Linked DNA regions of Gossypium hirsutum: region 1 is linked to region 2. A link is a contact called in public Hi-C data. All regions are on one chromosome and are shown on one strand. Each heading gives the region's core, a stretch centred on a gene start, on an enhancer-like site or on the middle of the called end of the contact. The rest is flanking DNA. Distances are from core to core; before and after follow the strand shown.

The links. Hi-C and Micro-C count contacts between places; a contact is called where the count stands out from the background.
Region 1: a contact with region 2 is called in a Hi-C map of leaf, with 4 times the contacts expected there. The contact joins the promoter of LOC107955737 here to the promoter of LOC121219503 in region 2. A contact is called at or near these places in 2 of 34 Hi-C or Micro-C datasets (both in leaf).

Annotation. Positions count from the first base shown.
Region 1 is chrD07:48,091,119-48,093,818 of Gossypium_hirsutum_v2.1, forward strand. It overlaps LOC107955737 (COBRA-like protein 2), which reads right to left and starts at 1,447. Exons shown (of 6, transcript XM_016891546.2): 1 at 667-1,447; 2 at 1-46. The coding sequence starts at 769.
Region 2 is chrD07:47,760,596-47,763,391 of Gossypium_hirsutum_v2.1, forward strand. It overlaps LOC121219503, which reads right to left and starts at 1,485. Exons shown (of 2, transcript XM_041097773.1): 1 at 1,195-1,485; 2 at 1-22. The coding sequence starts at 1,307. It overlaps TRNAI-AAU (transfer RNA isoleucine (anticodon AAU)), which reads left to right and starts at 1,431; the gene lies at 1,431-1,504.

The DNA.
Region 1 (2,700 bases), core at 197-2,696, 330 kb after region 2:
CATTTGATTGTGATATTTCCATTAGGGTCCAAAGGATCATAGGCTTCTGAAAATGAGTTAAAATAAAGAGAATCATAACAAATGTATACATTTTCAATACTAATCACCCATTATGATACATTTAGAAATAAAGAAGCAAATCAATATCAGATAATCACTAGACATCAAATAGTAGAGGTCCAAAGTTCAAAAGTTCATTTTCTCACTAAACCAATAATGCATGGAAACTGTATGATAAGACATTTAAGTTTTCTTCAAGGGAAAGGAAAGTTATGATTCTAAATAAATGGAAATTACTCAAATTTCATCATTAACTGCTAATTTTTTCCTAAACCCTTCAATCTAAAGGCTACCATTTTTAATCACAGTTAGTTGAGTTTCACAACTTGCTTTGTTCATTAAGATAACAAAAGAATCAAGATTTCGATAGAAAAATCATAGCCTATTATGGAAATATAATTGACAAGTTAAATCTCAGGCAAAACCAACAAAAATCCATTAACATAAACGTAGGAAAAACGACTCAAAAGACCATAAAAGGAAGAGCTTTCGCATAATTAAAGAAAGCCCATTTTACCAACTTCGTTCAAGAATCAAAATACCATTTTAAAAAGAACCTCAAATATTCCAACTTTCCAGACAAAGAAAGAGAAAGTTTGTACAGACCTGTTGCAGTGAAACTCGAGAAAGAGAGCAAAAACAGAAGCAAGAAGCTGAAAGAGCTTAGGTTGAAGAAAGATCTAGCAATGAACAAAAAAAGATTAGCCATTTCTGTAGGATTTTAGGAGTCTTCTTTTGTTATTGACTTCGGCTCAAGATCTGTGGCAGACAGGGAAGACTCAGAGAGAAGAACGGAGATGAATAGCTTTTTCGTCCAACAGGACATGACACGAAAGTTTAAGACTTTGAGTTTAAGTAGTGGAACACTTTAATCTCACTGTAAAATGCCTTTTTTTCTTTTAAATTATAAAATTGTTTTCATTAATCATGTGATATAGAACTTTAACATCAACAATCATTAAAAAATATATAAATAATTTCATTTTCATCTTAGCAAATCACAGACTAATTTGTTTTTGTCTAATCTTGCTTATAGCATAAGGATGTCATAATTTAGTATTAATTAAACACAAATTTTAGTTTCGGAAGGAACCACCATTATTATATAAATTTAAATATAATAAAAAAAAGCAAACATTTAATCAAAAATCAAATCATAAAAAAAATATTTAAAAGAATTCGAACATCTCAAACATAAGTTAAATTTAAAAATTAAATCATTTGATTTAAATATAAATAAAAACAAATTAATTTAGACTTATCATCAACTAAATTTAATTCTCGATGTTAATTATTCTAATTTAAAATATAAATGAAGAAATTAGTTAAAAAAAAAGAAGCAAAACGCATGATAAGGTATTGAACAAAATGGCGTATGAAACACGGTGTGTGAAAGTGGGAAGAAAATGGGTTATATAGATGGATGTTTGCTTGCTTGATTAAGGAGGTTTGAAATAAAGATTGGATGATGGGTGACAGTTGTTTGTGAGTTAATAGAAAATGACAGCCCCATACAGGGGTTCTAGAGAAAGCTAAGCCAGTCGTCGGCGCCACGCAATACTTGCTAATGGTTCGTCGCCCTTCTTCTTTTAGCTATTAATATATTCCGGGTAGGACCATCAATCCTTATGAAATGAGACAGTGAGTTATTTATTATTCTTATTCTAAAATCTTTATAATTAAGGGAAAATGTAGAGAATGGTCCCTCCTTCCTTTTTTTTTAGCATATAAAATTTTAAAAAATGATATAAGAGTGAAAATATAAATTTATTCATTTCTTTTAAATAATGTTAGCCAATCGATAATAAACATTTTAAGTGATAATTTGGGAGTGTTTTCATAGATTCACTTATTTAAATATTATTTTAAAATAAAAAATATCTAAAGGAAATGAGCGTACTTGTAACATATAAATAAATCTTTAAATACGCCATTACAAATTAAAATTGAAGTTATTTAAATAATTTTATTTTTTAAACCTTTTTCCTTAACCATTTGAATGCAAATCTTAAATCAACCTGTAGTCAAAATGTAGATGAAACTCTTTTAAATACATAAATTTAATGTGAAGTATGAGCTATATTCGATCATAAATTGTAATGCTTGATTCAAGATATAGTTATCATACGTATTTTTTTTACATTTGTAATTCTTTTAAAAAATACTAAAAAATATTATATGAATTTATTCTTTTAACACCGAAAAAAATAAAAATTTATGTGATTTATTAACTCATAAAAAATTGTTAAATTTTATAATAATAAATATATAATATACTTCTAAATACAAAATAAAAACACACACAATTTTATCTTCATCTTCTTTTATTTATTTATTTATTTATTTATTTTACCTTCCCTCCCCTCTCTTTCCCTTTCTTTTCATTCCGACATCCAAGCCAACCTTCCCCGAAAGGCCAGCTGTCACGATTTTAGGGTCTAATATCTATAGTACCTAATGTGTTTACTTTTTATATATGTTATAGATTTAGGGTTTAAATTTTAAATTTTAGCATTTAGTGTTTAGAATTTCTCTTGAATAAGGTTTAAAATTTTAAGATTTAGTGTTAAGGCTTACAATTTTATGATTTTATGTTTGGGTTTACAATTTAAACCTTTTGTGTTTAATGTTTAAATTTTA
Region 2 (2,796 bases), core at 235-2,734:
TCTCTTGCACAAGCCCAATGAACTGCAAGTTTACAAAGTTAAATATCAGCTTGTGCAACCGTGTAGATCACATCAGTCAATGAAATATATCCTGGCAGTTCTCTTTTTCCTAGCAAAGTTGAATAAAAGTTGGGAACCTCATGATATTGGATAAGACATATTACCTACCTTAATACAATAAAGTTGATGTGCAACTTGGTTTAGAAAGAGATAGACTTAATTCATTCACTTGACAATGATTCTAGACCTTCACCCCTTTTTGCCCTAAGCCATTCCTAGCTTAATCCTTAAGTTTATCCTCAAAAAAACCAAAAAGGCAACCTTTATATGCATTCCATTCTAGGCATCCAAGTTTTCCTAAAATAAGTGAACTATAAGTACTACAGCAAGATAACTACATCACAAAGAGGAAAGCCAAGCTGATGATTCCAAAAGCATTATACTTAAATTTAGTCTAGTACTTCAGGGCCATTTCCTTTTTTTGTTCCAAAGGAGATCATAACTTGGAGATAGGGGAAGGTATTGCGGATTTCAGAATTTGACCTCTAAACCTGCTAAACATTACCTCTTCAAAGTTACCGCATGAACCAACTAGGATAAATCCTAGTACAACATGAGTAAAAGACAATAAAAGACATTGGTCAACAACTCCACACAGATGCCATTTTCTTTTGTTACCTAAGAATAGCTTACACCACAAGAATTTTGTGGATGGGGAGATATTTTCACATAACTCTAGGTAAGGCAGTGCATTTGTTTGAGATAGAATCAATCACAAAGAACAGAAATCAAACATGAAGATATGGCAATCATTTTATAAAGAATCAAAATAACCCCACAATTAAAATCAATCCTAATATACAAGGCATTGCAATTTTAAATTGAATTAAAGTACAATGATAGCTTTCCTAATGTCCAAAGGACATCCAAGTGTAAACCAACAAAGTGAACAACAACAACAGCTAAATCAAAATAACTTAAGGTATCACAACTGAGAATTCATCAACCAAACTAACAATCAAATTACCAAATTTTACTCATACCCAGTAACAAAAATGTTAACTTTTTCGAAGTTTCAAAACTTGTAAAAAAAAAACTGAGTTTTACTCACAAACTCAAAAAAGAAAAAGAAAAAAAATGATTCAAACTTGGAAACACAGCAAAAAGAAATGGGTTTAAAAAAGTTGCAATTACCTTCTCTGAGAAGCAGAAATGAAAGCATCAACTTTGGGGGCAGCAATTGTAGCACATAGTAACAAAGTGCCAACTCCAAAGCCTGCAACTTCGCTTGCTGTTATGTGTTCCATTATTCGTACGTTTCTTCTGTTCAGATATCTTAAACCTTATCGATTCAATCGGTCACCCTGCAGTTTTGAAATGTCCTTCCTTTTTTTAAAAAAATACTATTAACTATTTTATTGATCGTCGGAGGCCTATTAGCTCAGCTGGTTAGAGCGTCGTGCTAATAACGCGAAGGTCGCAGGTTCGAGACCTGCATGGGCCAATTTTTATCTTTTTTTATTTAGTGTGCTTGGGCCAATAAGTTCTGAACTTTTGGTTATTGATTTCTAGCCGAAAGCCCATCTAATTGTTCAAAACTTCTAATTTTCATTGGTAAATTATTTTATTATAAATAAAATTTACCTCATACTTTTAATTCTAATCATATATGTTTTAGATAAATTAATTTTAAATAAATAAAAATTTTAATTTTAATATATCATTTTATTTTTATTACTATTTCATAAAATTTTTAAAATTTCATTTTTTTCTATTAATAATATTTATCTAAACTTTAATTTTATTAAAATATTATAATTTTAATTTTTTAAAACATTTTTTTTGTAAATTTATGTGATAATAAATAAAGAATTAATGTTTATATTAAAATTTTATATTTTCAAACTTATAATTTTTACTATCCTTAAATGAATAAATAAATTTATTCTTATGAAATAAACAATAAATTTGATTAATTAAAAAGGATTAAATCTTATATTAAACTTCCTTATTTTCATAATTTTAAGATTTTATTGATATTAAAAATAAAAAATATATATAACTTGATATGATTTGTATATAAAACAAACTTTACATGCTAAATATAAATTTGTTGATAAATAATTTTTCTTATAAAATATATAAGTTTCTTTTATAAGGGAAATGGATAGAGAGTTAAAAAATTAAACACAACATTTAATGTCAACCAAAATATTCATTTAAAAGAATCTCTTACTATTACATTAACATAAAATATAATATATTAGATGTTCACAAATATAATAAAACTACAAAAAGTCACATGCTAAGATATGATAGCAAATGGGAACCTGTTTTCATTTTACTTCAATTTTTTTTTTTAAGTTTCAAATCAGTCTTGATTTGATTCTGAGTTACTTTAAGAGTTTTGAATGCTCGATTAATGTCTGGTTTTGATTGTAAATCTCATTATACTTGTATTAATGTCATTTAATAGATTTATTGATTATTTATGTCGAATCTTTGAATGATAGTGATATTTAACAGTTGTAATACCTTATAGCTCGGGTTAGGTGACCAAGTTAGGTATAATGATAATATATATTAAATTAAAAAAAACCATATTTGAACCTTGAAGATAGTGCTGTTGAGAAGGACAACCATAAAATTTGAAAGGGTTAATCTGTAACACCCCATACCCGGCCTAGACTTTATGGTCGGATCACGGAGGTTACATCGTACTAGCAAAAGAAATGATTGTATAATTTTGAAAGAACTTAGGCGTGAGCTTTAAGCCCAGTGTGTAATTTGGCCCAT